Linked DNA regions of Mus musculus: all the other regions are linked to region 1. A link is a contact called in public ChIA-PET, Hi-C, HiCAR-type and HiChIP or PLAC-seq data. All regions are on one chromosome and are shown on one strand. The core of a region is the stretch at or near the end of the contact, and the rest is flanking DNA. Distances in the headings are between cores, read along the strand shown. Region 1 holds the start of Elof1 (ELF1 homolog, elongation factor 1). Region 2 holds the start of Cdc37 (cell division cycle 37). Region 3 holds the start of Cdkn2d (cyclin dependent kinase inhibitor 2D). Region 4 holds the start of Carm1 (coactivator-associated arginine methyltransferase 1). Region 5 holds the start of Timm29 (translocase of inner mitochondrial membrane 29).

Evidence for each region. A called contact is a pair of places that touch in the nucleus more often than the background predicts. ChIA-PET counts read pairs in DNA pulled down with a chosen protein or histone mark. HiCAR-type assays count read pairs that join an accessible place to other places. HiChIP or PLAC-seq counts read pairs in DNA pulled down with a chosen protein or histone mark.
Region 2: a contact with region 1 is called in a FOXA1 HiChIP or PLAC-seq map of pancreatic cancer cells. The contact joins the promoter of Cdc37 here to the promoter of Elof1 in region 1. A contact is called at or near these places in 1 of 39 promoter capture datasets (liver) and 1 of 115 datasets of contacts at active chromatin or transcription factors (pancreatic cancer cells).
Region 3: a contact with region 1 is called in a Hi-C map of B cells, with 8 read pairs. The contact joins the promoter of Cdkn2d here to the promoter of Elof1 in region 1. A contact is called at or near these places in 1 of 484 Hi-C or Micro-C datasets (B cells) and 2 of 115 datasets of contacts at active chromatin or transcription factors (embryonic stem cells and microglia).
Region 4: a contact with region 1 is called in an RNA polymerase II ChIA-PET map of memory CD8 T cells, with 27 read pairs. The contact joins the promoter of Carm1 here to the promoter of Elof1 in region 1. A contact is called at or near these places in 1 of 39 promoter capture datasets (embryonic stem cells) and 4 of 115 datasets of contacts at active chromatin or transcription factors (T-cell acute lymphoblastic leukemia, embryonic stem cells and memory CD8 T cells).
Region 5: a HiCAR-type map of astrocytes shows a contact between it and region 1, with 2.6 times the contacts expected there. The contact joins the promoter of Timm29 here to the promoter of Elof1 in region 1. A contact is called at or near these places in 2 of 39 promoter capture datasets (hippocampal neurons and liver), 1 of 484 Hi-C or Micro-C datasets (embryonic stem cells), 3 of 115 datasets of contacts at active chromatin or transcription factors (astrocytes, forebrain and microglia) and 2 of 9 other capture datasets (adipose tissue and liver).

What each region holds. Positions count from the first base shown.
Region 1 is chr9:22,115,861-22,118,617 of GRCm38.p6, reverse strand. Elof1 (ELF1 homolog, elongation factor 1) reads left to right here and starts at 1,423. Exons shown (of 3, transcript NM_001357311.1): 1 at 1,423-1,508.
Region 2 is chr9:21,148,576-21,151,332 of GRCm38.p6, reverse strand. Cdc37 (cell division cycle 37) reads left to right here and starts at 1,399. Exons shown (of 8, transcript NM_001378796.1): 1 at 1,399-1,577. The coding sequence starts at 1,476. It overlaps Gm35977 (a long non-coding RNA gene), which reads right to left and starts at 1,365. Exons shown (of 4, transcript XR_870568.3): 1 at 1,187-1,365.
Region 3 is chr9:21,289,873-21,292,629 of GRCm38.p6, reverse strand. It overlaps Cdkn2d (cyclin dependent kinase inhibitor 2D), which reads left to right and starts at 1,421. Exons shown (of 2, transcript NM_009878.3): 1 at 1,421-1,821. The coding sequence starts at 1,681.
Region 4 is chr9:21,545,497-21,548,253 of GRCm38.p6, reverse strand. Carm1 (coactivator-associated arginine methyltransferase 1) reads right to left here and starts at 1,360. Exons shown (of 16, transcript NM_021531.6): 1 at 1,024-1,360. The coding sequence starts at 1,246.
Region 5 is chr9:21,591,324-21,594,080 of GRCm38.p6, reverse strand. It overlaps Timm29 (translocase of inner mitochondrial membrane 29), which reads right to left and starts at 1,359. Exons shown (of 2, transcript NM_178619.4): 1 at 1,011-1,359; 2 at 1-931. The coding sequence starts at 1,122. The coding sequence ends at 243. Yipf2 (Yip1 domain family, member 2) reads left to right here and starts at 1,250. Exons shown (of 8, transcript NM_138303.2): 1 at 1,250-1,553; 2 at 1,863-2,020; 3 at 2,101-2,181; 4 at 2,567-2,654. The coding sequence starts at 1,523.

The DNA of each region.
Region 1 (2,757 bases), core at 174-2,673:
TGCTGCCAGTCTTCCACGTCGCCGCAGACCATGCCCTTGAATTGTGAGCCAGAAGAAACTCGTCTTCTCTCACGCTGCAGGCAAGATATTTCATCAAGTCGGCAAGCTACAGGGTAACATGCATAGACTTATCCCACGTGCATTTGTGGTTTTGTTTTGTTTTTGTGAGCCTCCCACTGTTGCCAAGGTTAGCTTTGAATTATTCACATTAGCCCAGGCTGGTTAAGAACTAGCACAGATCTTGTTTCTGCCTTCTGAGTACTGGGATTTAAGTCCTGAACCACTACACTCCTGTGTGAGTAGATGCTGCCAACCAGAAATGGTCTTCAGAAAAGGCAGTTCCAAGGATGGCACTGCCCCCTATAGGGCATTCTCTTTAAAGCATGCGTAACAACGTGTGACACAGCTAAGCACTTTCCGTGTGTGTGTGTGTGTGTGTGTGTGTGTGTGTGTGTGTGTGTTAAGAATTGCCTTTACCCGCTGAGCCATCTTGCTGGTCAGAGCCTTTAATTAAGAAAAGAAGTATGTACTCAGCAGGTATATTTGTGAGGGTCTGCATGTGAAAGCCAGACCCTCACATCTCTCCATCTTACATATTGATGTAACGCAGTGTCTCTTGAACCCAGAACTCACCTCATCTGGCTAGTCACCGTGCCCTGGGGATCCTGTCTCCTGCAGGCTTGGATTACAGGCGGGTAACCAAGCCTACCTGGCTTTTCTGTAGATGCTAGGGATTCAAGCTCCTGTCTTCAAGCTTACCTGACAAGCGTGCTGGAGGCCCATATAAGGACCCTGGAAGAAGGAAGGCTCACTTTTCTTCGCCTGCTTGCATTTACTTGCCAGTACGTCTGTTGGAACCTATTTCTATTTCTTTACCAGCTAAACCAACTGGCCTCGTGGGACTGAGCGACGAACTACTAGATTCTTGGACTTCCCATTCACAGCTGACCATCGTTCGGGTAGTTGGACTACAGACTGTTAAGTCATCACAATAAATCCCCTCAATATAGAGACATTCCATAAGTTCTGTGACTGTAGAGAACTCTGACTAGTACAATGTATTTTGACCATTAAACCCCCTTACCCGTTCTCCTGTCTCACAATCCCGCTGATCCCCTCCCTCTCCCAACTCGTCTCTTCTAGGGCTAGGATATTGGAGTGAGCATGGAGGGTAGGGAAAATCTAGGGTTTCAAGGAGGTAAGACAAGTGAGACGAATCCAGGAAGATGATTACAGGTGAGGACCTTAACCAGGATGAGTACAGGTGGAGCCACCGCTCCTCGCGATCACGAACACCCCTAGGATTTTGCTTGTGATTGAGCAGGACTGTGGCGCATGCGCTGTAACAATTGCGCGGAGCCAGGTAGTTGGAGGCGGGGTCTACACGCGCATTTAATTGGTTAAGGAGTGGGCGGGAAACCCAAAGCGATATTTCCGTTTCCGTTAGGGGCCGGAAGTTAGCGTCTCCTGGGTGAAGCGGCCTTGGCTGAGAGGCAGGGCTGGTACAAGTAAGTGTAGGGTCTCGCGGGCGGGCGTTGGGCCGGGCGGACCGGCGCTCTTCTCTAGATCACCCGCAGGGCGTAGAGCTGAGGCCGGGGCATGGCTTTGAGGACGGCCTCGTGGGGAGCCTGACCCCTGGATCCCTGCAGCTGGGCGAGCGGGCGGCGCCACCGAAACCTGGGTGAGGCGGACGCCGTCGCTCTGCCCAGATCCCTTCCCGCCGTCCCGGTCGCCTCGGGACACCATGGCTCGTTCGCAGGCTGCGGTTTGCCGGTGGGATTCTGGGGCCCCACAGAGACAGATTCCGGGCAATTCACTGATTTGTTCAACAAGTAGTTATTAAGTGCCTAAGGTATACCAAGCACTGTGCGTCCTGGGGATACAGCAGTGACCAAGTGAAATCCTTCCTCAGAGATTGATGGGCAGGGTGGCAGACGCCGGAGGAGCTTTGAGGAGTTTTAAGGTGATCGTGAGTTTGTTTTGGATGCTGTGTGTGTGTGCGCGCGCGGGAGAGAGAGAGAGAGAGAGAGAGAGAGAGGCAGCCAACAACTTCACCTGCCAAGCCATCTCCCTTGCCCTATTTTGAAAGTGTTAGAAATCTTTTGTCCTACATTTTTCCCTATATGTGTAGTAGAATGTGTACAGAAGTTAATGGACAACTTGGGAAATACATCCTCGCTTTCCACCTTTACGTGGGTTAGGGTTCCAAATTCAGCTTTTCTGGCTTGGCAGCAGTGCCCATAGCAGCTGAGACAGGATCGACTAAGATGCCCCGCCTGCCCCGCCTGCGATTCCGTTGTAGCTAGCTGGTTGCCAGGGCCAGATGGGAGGGGATGCAAACACATCCACCTAGACAGTTGACAGCTGGGCTCGGCACCAGGCAACGCTTCACCGTGAGGGTTTGGCCTTTCCTTTTGTGTGTCTCACACTTTTGTCTCCGTTGCTCCGGGAGCTTCAGCCATTCGTTCTGAAGTAAAACGACGAGAAAACCCTTCATCTGGCTCAGACTCTTCCTGGCTGTCTTGTCATCAAAGCTGCCTTTTGTCATCTGGAATGACTCCAGAAGAGAAGGTCTTTCCTGATCTCTTTCACCCAAAGTAGCCCCAGCTCAGAGATTTGTATTTCGCTCTAATAGCCTCGTAGAAATAGGATTCATCCAGTTACAAGTTTTCTCAGGAGCCTGTCATCTGTAACTATTAGTACAGATATATTAAAGATTTATTTATTTTTATCTTTTGTGTCTGCCATATCTGGATC
Region 2 (2,757 bases), core at 150-2,649, 970 kb after region 1:
TACACAGAGTAATTCTGTCTCAAAACAAACAAACAAACAAACAAACAAATAAATATTTTTTAAAATTTAAGGGCAGATCTGGTGTAGTGGGGCACACCTTTAGCCCCAGCACTGGGGAGAAGAGGTAGAAAGATCTGTTAGTTTGAAGTCAGCCTGGTCTACATAGTGAATTCCAAGACAGCCAGAGCTGTCTTATATACAGTGAGACTCTGGTGGGGGTGGGGGTGGGGTGGGAATTAAGGGCAAACATGATTAAAAAAAACAAATTGTATATTAATGTTTTGTCTGCAAGTATATCTGTCCACCACATGCATGCCTGGTGTAGTCAAAGGCCAAATGGGGACATAATATATATATCCTGGGTTGGACTTACAGATGGGTGTGAGTGGCCATGTAGGTGTTGGGAACAGAATCCGGGTGCTCTGGAAGACCAGCCAGTCTCCAAACTATTGAGCCAACTTTCCAGCCTCAATTTTGACTTTTTTTTTTCCATTTTTTATTAGGTATTTAGCTCATTTACATTTCCAATGCTATACCAAAAGTCCCCCATACCCACCCACCCCCACTCCCCTACCCACCCACTCCCCCTTTTTGGCCCTGGCGTTCCCCTGTACTGGGGCATATAAAGTTTGCGTGTCCAATGGGCCTCTCTTTCCAGTGATGGCCGACTAGGCCATCTTTTGATACATATGCAGCTAGAATCAAGAGCTCCGGGGTACTGGTTAGTTCATAATGTTGTTCCACCTATAGGGTTGCAGATCCCTTTAGCTCCTTGGGTACTTTCTCTAGCTCCTCTATTGGGAGCCCTGTGATCCATCCATTAGCTGGCTGTGAGCATCCACTTCTGTGTTTGCTAGGCCCCGGCATAGTCTCACAAGAGACAGCTACATCTGGGTCCTTTCGATAAAATCTTGCTAGTGTATGCAATGTTGACTTTTTTTTTTTAGAGTGTTGTTTGTATAACAACCCTGACCGTCCCTAAAATTACTCTGTAGGCTAGGCTGGCCTCGATCCGCCGGCCTCTGCCTCCGGAGTACTGGCATAGCGCCACTACCGCCCAGCCAATTTTGACTTTTTGACAGTGTCAATATGTAGCCCTGGCTGGACTAGAACTCCTGGAGAGCCACCTGCTTTTGCCTCTAGCGTACTTGGATTACCGTGGGCCACCACGCCCAACGCGACTAACCTTTTGTTTCTAAAGGATGGTCAGTCTGGTTTCGGCGGGAACTTCCAGAAGGCCTCACCACATACTCCTGGCCCTTTAAAGAAGACCTCCGGTTGCCAATGCCGCCGACTCCCGTTGCTAAGGACGTAACGTCCCGCGCCGACGCTGGGGCGGGGCCGTCCTGCGCGGCGCCCTGGGCGGAAGCGGAAGGGGCGGGGCTCGCCGAGCGGACTCTCTAGCCCTTGTGGGTCCCTGTTCAGCGCCCGGCCGTGTGGAGCCCCGGGAGCCAGTCCGGGCCTCCGAAGCGAAGATGGTGGACTACAGCGTTTGGGATCACATCGAGGTGTCGGACGATGAGGACGAGACGCACCCCAACATAGACACTGCCAGCCTCTTCCGCTGGCGGCACCAGGTGGGGCTGTGCGCGCTCATCCCCTTCCCCCCCACTCCCGGGACCCCCCGCTCTAGAGTTCTGACCTCTTCCCCAGGCCACCTGGCGTGGGGGCGGGGGAGACCTTAGTTATTGACATCTGGAGCCGCCTGCTCCACAATCTAGACTTTTCTCTTTCTTTTCTTTTCTTTTTCTTTTTTTTTTTTTTTGAAACAAAATTTCACTGTGTAACCTTCCCTGGCCTAGAACTTGCTGTGTAGAACAGGCTGGTTTCTAACTCACAGTGATCCTCCTGCCTCTGCCTTCCCAGTACTGGGATTAGAGACATGTGCCTTCATGCAGGGCCGGACTTTTTAATTCCATCCCAGGACTCCTGGCTTCTTCACCGTAATTCTTGACCTGTATCTCCAGGCGTTCTCTCTGTGCTATGGTTCTCTTCTGTTTGTAAGTTTATTTATTGTGTGTGTTCCCGTGTGCACGTGGCACAGCATGCCTATGGTGATCACAGGATAACTTGTAGAAGTTGGGCCTCTCTTTTCACCATGTTGGAACTGGCTGTGGAACTCCAGTCGCCCCACGTTGCCACAAGCACCTTTACACTCTGAGCCATTTTATCAGTTGGTAATACTTTAGTCAGAGTCTTGCCTCTCCCCATCCCCAAGCTGACCCTTGTGTGTAGGGTCCCCACTATCCTGTGCAGAACCTTCTGTTCTTCCTCAGAGTCTGGACCCCAGGTTCTGTTAGGTGATCTCATAGCCCAGCCACGCACCCACTTCATATTGCACGTCTCCCTTCTGCCTCTCCTCACTACTTAGAGTCTGGAGCCACAAAACTTCTGACTATGGCATCTATTTCCCAGGATCTTAGGCATGAATTTCTATTAAAGGCCCAGAGACGACCCCCTCCCCCCCCAACTTCCAAACTAAATGAGCCCTTAATTTAACTGTCAATCTTAGCTTGCAGCTGGGATTCCCCAGTCCAGGATCCCTTTCCCTGGGTTATAGACTTGAGTCCCACATGGGACATACCTGTAGAGCCCCCTTATCCTCTGTATTTGACCTCCATCTCCACTCTTGCCCATCATTCAGTTCCAGTGGCTCTCCTTATTCTCACCTCCTGTAGACTCTTATTTCCTGTTACTCCAGGAAACCCCACCCACCTAACTTCCTGTTAGAACCTCTGCTCCTTCTAGTATAGTAAG
Region 3 (2,757 bases), core at 172-2,671, 830 kb after region 1:
CTCCTCCAAAGGACCTGGGTTTAATTCCCAGCACCCACATGGCAGCTCAGTTCTAGATTCGGCACCCTCACACAGACATGCATGCAGGCAAAACAGCAATGCACATAAAAAATAAAAAGGAGTCAGGCAGTAGTGGGGCACGCCTTTAATACTATGCACTTGGGAGGCAAAGGCAGGCAGGTGAAGAACAGTCTGGCCTACATAGGGAGTTCTAGGACAGCCAGAATTACATACTAAGACCCTATCTTGAAAAACGTAGAAAAATCTAAAAGAGAATTATTACAATATGTGGCTATTTGATTGTCTATATGTGCACCATGTTGGTATAGGTCAGAAGAGGGTGTTGGATCTCTGAAGCTGGAGTTACTGATGGCTAAACTGTCACATGGTTGCTGATATTGAATCCTAAATCTTCTACAAAAGCATTGATCCATCTTTCAGGTTCTATAAATAAATAAATAAATAAATAAATAAATAAATAAATAAGTAAATAAATTAAAGGAGACCATCTTGGTAGCCCATTCCTTTAATCCCAGCACGAATGGCAGAGGAGGCAGGTGGATTTTGAGTTCAAACAGATCAAATAAGTTTCAGGCCAGCCAAGGCTACACAGAGAGACCCTGCCGCAGAAACATAAAAACAAACAAAAGTCGGGCGGTGGTGGCCTTTAATCCCAGCATTTGGGAGGCAGAGGCAGGCGGATTTTTGAGTTCGAGGCCAGCCTGGTCTACAGAGTGAGTTCCAGGACAGCCGGGGATACACAGAGAAACCCTGTCTCGAAAAAACCAAAACCAGCCAACCAAACAAAAATGTTAGAAGGCACCGCGCTTTACCACTCAGAAGCCGTTCCTTTAACCCAGCAGTCGAATGAATGAACTAAGCTCCGAGTTTCACAGTAAGAGCTTGCTTATTAGCATTTCCGCGGTCCGTGAATGACTAAAATGTTCCAGTTATAGGAGTTTCCAGTCCTGCCTCCCTTCCTCCCGGAGGCGCTAAAGATCCAAGATGGGCCCGCGCCAGCCTGTCTCCAGCCTCTCCGCTGGGGTCAGTTAAACCTCCTCCTCTTTCCCGCCCGCCCGCCGGTTTTGAAAAACCAAAATTCCTGCTGTGGCGGGCAGCTCCACTGGTCGCTGCACGCTGACCAATCAGGAGCCACGCCACTGCTACGGGAGAGACAAACCTCCCCAGCAACGCGTGCTGATTGGCTGTTATTCCCAGCAGGCGGGACTAATGGAGGTCGGGCTCTGGGCAAAGTGGCTCTCGCTACTCTGTTGCGAGTTTGTAAGAAAACAAGGGCGCTCTGGGCGGGGCCTGGGGCGGGCTTGCCTCGCCCACTAGCGGCTGACTCTGGCGGCCAGTACAGTGCCGGCTCAGAGCAGACCCCGCCCGCGCAAGGAAAGGAGGGAGGGTGAGTCTGGGGAGACCCGGCCCAAGGGGCGGGCGCCGAAGGGCTGGGCGGGGTTCCCCGCTGCCTCTCTCGGTGACAGGGGGAGGAGCTAGCTGCGAGCGCTGGGGTCGTACGGGCGGAGGGCGCAGGCTCTGAGGCCGGCAAATGATCATAGAGTTGGCCCTGGTGGCACCGCAGTCCCTAGAGTTCTGATCCAGCTCTTGCTGGTTCCCCAGCCCTGACCTTAACTGGGCTTGGGGCTGGGTGGGTTTCACAGTCCACCGGTATCCACTATGCTTCTGGAAGAAGTCTGCGTCGGCGACCGGTTGAGTGGCGCAGCGGCCCGTGGCGACGTGCAAGAGGTCCGCCGCCTTCTTCACCGGGAGCTGGTGCATCCTGACGCCCTGAACCGCTTTGGCAAGACGGCCTTGCAGGTGAGGCCTGGCTGGCACCCGGCCCCCACACCCCATCCCTACAAGTCTCCTGACCCGGGTTGGTGATCCCTTAAGGTTTAGTCCTTGCTTGCTCTGATGTTGGGTGGGTGGTGAGGATGCGATGGGGGAGGGGATGGCTTTTCAGCTCTTGTCTAATAGCCTGACAGATTCAGTTTCCCTGCAGACCTTTATTCTGTGGGTTCATCTTCTTTTCGTGCCAGTCCTTGAGGACAGCTCATATTTCTTGAGGCTCCTTAAAGATATTCGATCTCTGGAAGATGGCATGCATGTCTTCTCCAAGGGAGATAGCCTTTTTTTTTTTTTTTTTTGAGGTGCCCTCTTGAAGGATCTCTGGTTATTTCAGGGACATCTTCATTTCGGCAGGTGATGTAGATTTTTTCCCCTTTTGTATCTTCTGCGTGCCTAGTAACAAAAACGATTCCTTATTGCTTGAAGGTCCCGTAATTTGGGTGGCATTTATAGGAGAGTCCCACCTTTTCATGGGTACTCATACATTCTGAAGATCATGCCTATGTCTAAGGAAGTTATTTCTCGACAAAGGGGATCCAAATTGTCTAGAGCATCTCTTTCTCAAAAATTCTATGTAGTTCCCAGATTGTAGTGTTGAAGGGGCTTTACAGCCCTAATGATATGGGACTGCTCTGGCCTCAAAGAGGCTTTAGACGCCTTCCTGGTTCTCTCTCTCTCTCTCTCTCTTCAAGACAGGGTTTTTCAGTGTAGCCCTGGCTGTCCTGAAACTCACTCTGTAGACCAGGCTGGCCTTGAACACAGAAATCTGCCTGCCTCTGCCTCCCGAGTGCTGGGATTAAAGGCGTGCGCCACCACTGCCTGGCCCGGTTCCCTTTCTCATCCATTCTCTTTACTTCTCTTGCTTCTTCATTTTCTTTTTTTATTTCTGAGACAAAGTCTCACTTT
Region 4 (2,757 bases), core at 111-2,610, 570 kb after region 1:
TCAAAGTCAAGGCAAAGAGAGGAGAATCAGTCTGAACAGACTGCTACACACATTTCCCTTTCCAACAACACCCCATTACCAAGGAGTAGAAAAAAATTCCCACAGGTTAAAATCGATCCCATCTTCCTTGGTGGCCCCTTAAGAGCATCAGTGAACGAAATCCTGGGAGACAAAGACCAGTGAAACACAAGAGCAAATCCATCTGAGGAATCCGTCAGAAGAAAGAGTAGCAAGAGCAAGGAAGAATGAAAGGTGGAACTACAAAGCTGGGGGGGGGGGTGCACTTCGAAAACACACTAGTGATCCCCCCCCTTGTTTTCCCCACTGAAATGTCAGTTTTTGAAGCAGCTTCTGATAATGTCACCAGCTTCTCACGTTCTTAAAAAAGACAGGAGGCGCGTGGCGAGGGAGGTGGCTTGTTACCTCTTGACTTCTAAAGCCGGCCATCAGCCAGCCGGCCTTCCCCTCTTCCACGTTTCCATGGGGGATGGGCTTGGGAATCTCTATCAGGAAGGGCTCTGTCCTAAGTCCCAAAGTTTACCCACCCTGGTGGGTGTGTGGGTGGGGGATCCCGAATCCCAAGTCCTCCACAAGGGCGGCACCCAGTCTTCCCGGTGTTACACACTGAAAACCACTTTTCAAATGTCCGTGTGTGAGGAGGATGTCCCCTGAGATGAGATCCACAAACCACACCCGCTCAAGAGCCCTCCCAATCACTCCCTCTCTCCAGTCCCCTCTACAATCCCCCCAGAATCCTCGGGGCCCCACTTCCTGCCACGCGCCCCCCTACCCCACCCGCTGCAAATCTCAGGCCCGCGACTCTTATTTCCCGCGCCCCTCTTCGGGCTCCAAGGTCCCCACGCACACCCTCTCTGCTATCTCGCCCGCGGGCAGCAGGAGCCGCGTGTACAAGCTCGGCCCGAGTCCCCCCCCCCCCCCAACCCTCCGCCGCCTGCCCCCTCCCCGGGCGCCCGCGCCGCCGGCCTCGTGCGCCGCCGTCCCCAGGGTGTCCCCAGCACTCACGGCTGTAGAGGGCGATGCCCGCCGCGTCTGGTCCGGCGCGCACCTCAAGGCGCAGCGCCTGCTGCTCCGCGTGCCGCTGGATCTCGCCGTTCGCGTCGCCGATAGTGAGGAGGCGGGCGCCCGGGAACACAGACACTGTAGCGCAGGGCCCCGCGCCGCCCGGGCCCGCCACCCCAGCGCTCCCCGCACCCGGCCCCACCGCCGTCGCTGCCGCCGCTGCCATCTTAGGTCCGGCTCCAGGCCCCGCTGCCACCACGGCCACCGCCACCGCCGCACCCGGGCCCAGGCCGCCGCCGCCGCCGCCGCCGCCGCTGCCGCCGCCGCGCAGGCCGAGGCCGAGGCCGAGGCTGGCAGCGCGCCGCCTGCCGGCCACGCGACGCCTCGCCGCCGCCGCCGCCGCCACGGGCCGGCTCGGTGGCGCAGCGCCCCCTCCTGGCGCCTGAGGGAGCCGGGCGAGCGCAAGCACGACGGGGGTGGGGCCGGCCCCACCCCGCGGGAACGGTCGCTGCTTTGTGAGGTGGCTGAGCCTCCCGGGCAGGCCGGGTGAAGGCGCCTACGTTGGGAGGCGGTGCCCCGCAGTATGACACGCCCCCAGGGATGCTAAGCCCCGCCCCGAGGCAGCGTTGTGCGAACCGAGGCGCTTTGTGCCACCGCGCACAGCTCTGGAGAGATGGGCAGGGCATGCGTCGGGAGGCGGTGCTTAGCCTTCCCGGCACGCCCCCGGAATGATCAGGCGGCCCCACCCCCCGCTCCGGGCCGGCGACCGGTGATCCACGGTGATCCACAGCCCTTTGTACCACAGGGCGTTTCAGGAGGCAATGCTTGGCCGCTCGGACACGCCTCTGGGGCCAGACCCACCCACAGGCCGGCAGCGAGCGAACCACCATGCTTTGTGCCACTGTGAGCATAGCTCAAGAAAAGTGGAGAGGCGTGAGTCGGAGAACTAAGAAGAAACGCCTCCTCCAGGGCTGAGCTCCGCCCCTAGGCTGGCGTGCTGCGTACTCCCCCAGTACTCTTGGGGGTGAGGCGTTTGTCAGAAGGAGGCGCTCAGCTACTTTATACACCCGGAGGAGGGCTGGCTCCGCCCCCAGGAGGGACGGTTACTAGCAGAATGCAGACGGTGCTCTGCATCTTTTTGTCAAGGGACGGTGTTCTGATCCACGAAACCCTCCCTCGGAGAGTTCGGGCCCCTCCGGGCCAGTGTCCTGCAAACAACCTCTCCTGAGCTTGAGGAAAGACAAGAACCGTTTCCAAACCCAGGTGATTCGGCCACGCCCCCAAGTTAAGGTTCCGCCCTGTACGTTCCCAGGTAAGCTCCGCCTTGATCCCGTCCCACTGGTAAGAAAAGGCCCTGTGATAGGTGTGCTCTGGTTTGCAGGCTCGCACCCAGCTGGGGCCCCTTCCCATGCTGCTCTGGGATAAAGGCTTTTCAAGCCGCGCTCCAGAGCTTGGCCTTCACAAAGAACTTCAAGGCAGTAACTTTAATTCTTTAGCTTCTCCACTAGGACCTCTCCTTTTCACTAGTTAACTCTCAGGTCCCCCAGTGAACTCACAGTGGCCAGTCACTTGTTCACTTTTGCTGGGCCTCTTAGAACTCTAATTTACGTACCCCCTCCTGGGCCTCCGCAAGACTCACAAAAGACTCAACCCTTTCCCAAGTCATCCCTCCCATCTAATGGTGCAAGCACACAATCTCAGGCAGCCAGGACCCACAAAGTGAAGAGTAAAAACGCA
Region 5 (2,757 bases), core at 110-2,609, 520 kb after region 1:
AGTAGATCTGGGGGCAATTAACACAGTAAGGTCAAGTGCTTCAGCATGTTTAAGAGCAGTCCTTCAGCTCTTCTGTATCTCTAAGACCAGTAAGGCCCCCAAGTTTCTTCGGCTAACCGGACAGAGTGAGGACTTCCCATAAAATCACAATAAGGGCCATTTATCTCTACCCATCTCACCAATTGCACCATCCACAGCCAACAGTTTGCCTGCGCCTGGTGACCCGGGGGCAATCCTGGGTTTCATCTGGAAACATCGGACTGAACCAGTGAATCAGCCTCGCTCAAAGCTAGCCGATCCTTTCTCTCCTTCTGTAACACCTGCTCCTCCCACAGCGCCTGATCCACCTGATCGTCGGTGAGTATGATCGGCTTGTACTTCTCCTCGAACAGCCTCTCATTGGCCTCTGAGTGCAGCTGGTGAGGCGCGACGACGCGGAGATGAGCGGGCAGATGGAGAAACTCGTCGTCGTTGATGTCGCAATCATGCATGCGATTCTGCAGAATCCACCAGCGGCCAACGAAACCCACGTCGAGGATCCGGCCGGGGAAGTCCACCCAGCGTGGCTGCAGGTAGCGGCAGCGGGCCTGGTAGAGGCTGGCCTGGGCGTCGAAGGGCGCTTCGTAAACCAGCGAGCAAAAGCCCAGGTTCACGTGACGCAGCCGCCCACGGCCCCTCAGCCACAGCAGGCGCTGCAGGAACGCCTCCGAGTGGCGGTTGCGCGTGGCCGGTGCCAAGAGCAACAGTGACCCCGATGCGTCCAGCAAGGCCTCCTCGAAGGCCGCCTCACTGGGCGCCAGCGCGCAGCACGCAGCCGCGCCGCCCAGAAGCCCCACGTACAGGGCCGCGCGGCCCGGTCGAGCTCGCGCCGCAGCCGCCGCGTCCCCGCACGCCTCAGCGTAGTCCCGGAGCAGCGCGCCGGCCCAGGTGCCTGAGGGGAAAAAAGAGCTGCGGTGACAAGGACTCGACCACTCGAGCCACCCACCCTGCAGCCTTCTGCCACTACTCACTCAGTCGCGTCCACAGCCCTGGCTTAACCGCCACCGTCGTGGCACCACCGGCCTCTCCTCCCGCTTCACCGTGCCCACCGGACCAGAATCTCTTAAGAGCCGCTGTCACCATCGTCTCCCTGCGGTTCCTCAGCCGAGTAGAAACGCATAGTGTCGGAATGAAAAAGGCCGGAGAGTAGATCCTGCGCAAGCGCAAGATACAGGAAGTAGTTTCCCACAGGAAGACAATAGGAAACGGACCTAAACGGATGTTGCCGTTGTGTGGAGAAGGGTGGGCTCTGAAGGGAAGTCGAGCGGCGCGCACGCGCATAGAGCAATAGCCACGCCAGCTTAGGTAGGCTCAGGTGAGGAAGGTGGGGTGCATCTGAAGGGACCCAGCTTGGAGCTGAAGTTCCATTCCGTGTATTAGGCTCCATGCAGGAGTCCAGACGGAAGCATCAGTCTTGGGGAGGGCTGTGGGATTGATGCGGTTCTGTCCACAGAGTGCGATGCGGTGACGCCTCTAAAGAGTCATGGCAGCAGCTGACGAACTGGCCTTCCACGGTGAGTGGAGCCCGGAAGTGGTCAGAGCTCCTACCTCAGTCCTAAGCTAGAACCCCAGGCAGCTGGGACCCAGACCTCAGGTTTATCTTGCACTCAATTCCTGCTTCTTCCATGAACTCAAAAGGCACATCACAGCGTCCAATTCTGCACAGGACCTAAATTGAATCCCATCTTAGTAGACAGACCTATCCATGCATCAAAACTGAAGAAACTCAGCCCTTAGGGGACGGCGGTAAGGCAGCCATAGCCCCAGTTGATGAAAGGAATTTTCAGATTCCAAACACCTATGCCCATATTCCCTCTCCGTAGAGTTCGAGGAAGCCACAAATCTTCTGGCAGAGACCCCAGATGCAGCTACTACTAGCCAAAGTGATGAGCTGACCTCCCGAGAGCACGTGGCTGTGGTTGTGGGTTCAGGCATTGGCTATGGAGCTGAAGTAGGGGAGGAAGAGGATGACAAGACATCAGTGAGTCTCCTAGGCCCCGATGATCTGCCTCTGTTCTTACCCTGGCTGAGCAGGCAAGTTCTGAGTCTTTTGTCTTATAGCTTCTACAGGAAGAAAAACCACAGCCCAGATTCTGGACATTTGACTACTATCAGAGCTTTTTTGATGTGGATACCTCCCAGGTAAGGCACTTGGAGTTGCTTGGAGTCCAGCCACTATACTTGAGGACTGAATGGGTATGGTGGGGCTGGAAGGCAAAAGCTAGGTTACAAAGTAGGCGTGGATAGGTGTGTGACTTAAAGCCAGAATGTTTCCCAGTCAAGCCAACCTCTAATGATAGACCAGGTCCAGTGAGAGGGTACATCCTGGAGATGTAGTTGCAAGACCATCCAGAACTTAGGGACTGTCCTTACTTTGAGAGGAGAGGCTGCAAGAAGCTGAAAGCAAGGTGACAGGCCTGAAATCCACCTTCACAGTGGTGACATGTTCGAGCTTGTTCAGTAGGATGTGCTGACACCTCTCAGAACACCAGGATTCTCATTCTAGACCCTGGGCTTTGCTTTCCAGGTCTTGGACAGGATCAAAGGCTCCCTGCTGCCCCATCCTGGCCACAACTTTGTGCGGCACCATCTTAGAAACCGTCCCGACCTATATGGTAAATGGGGGTTTATGTTTGAATCAATGTAGTATTTACTTAAACATGGGACTGTACCAGGCCCTGAAATGGGCAGTCATGCATGAAGAGCAAAACTCGTGTT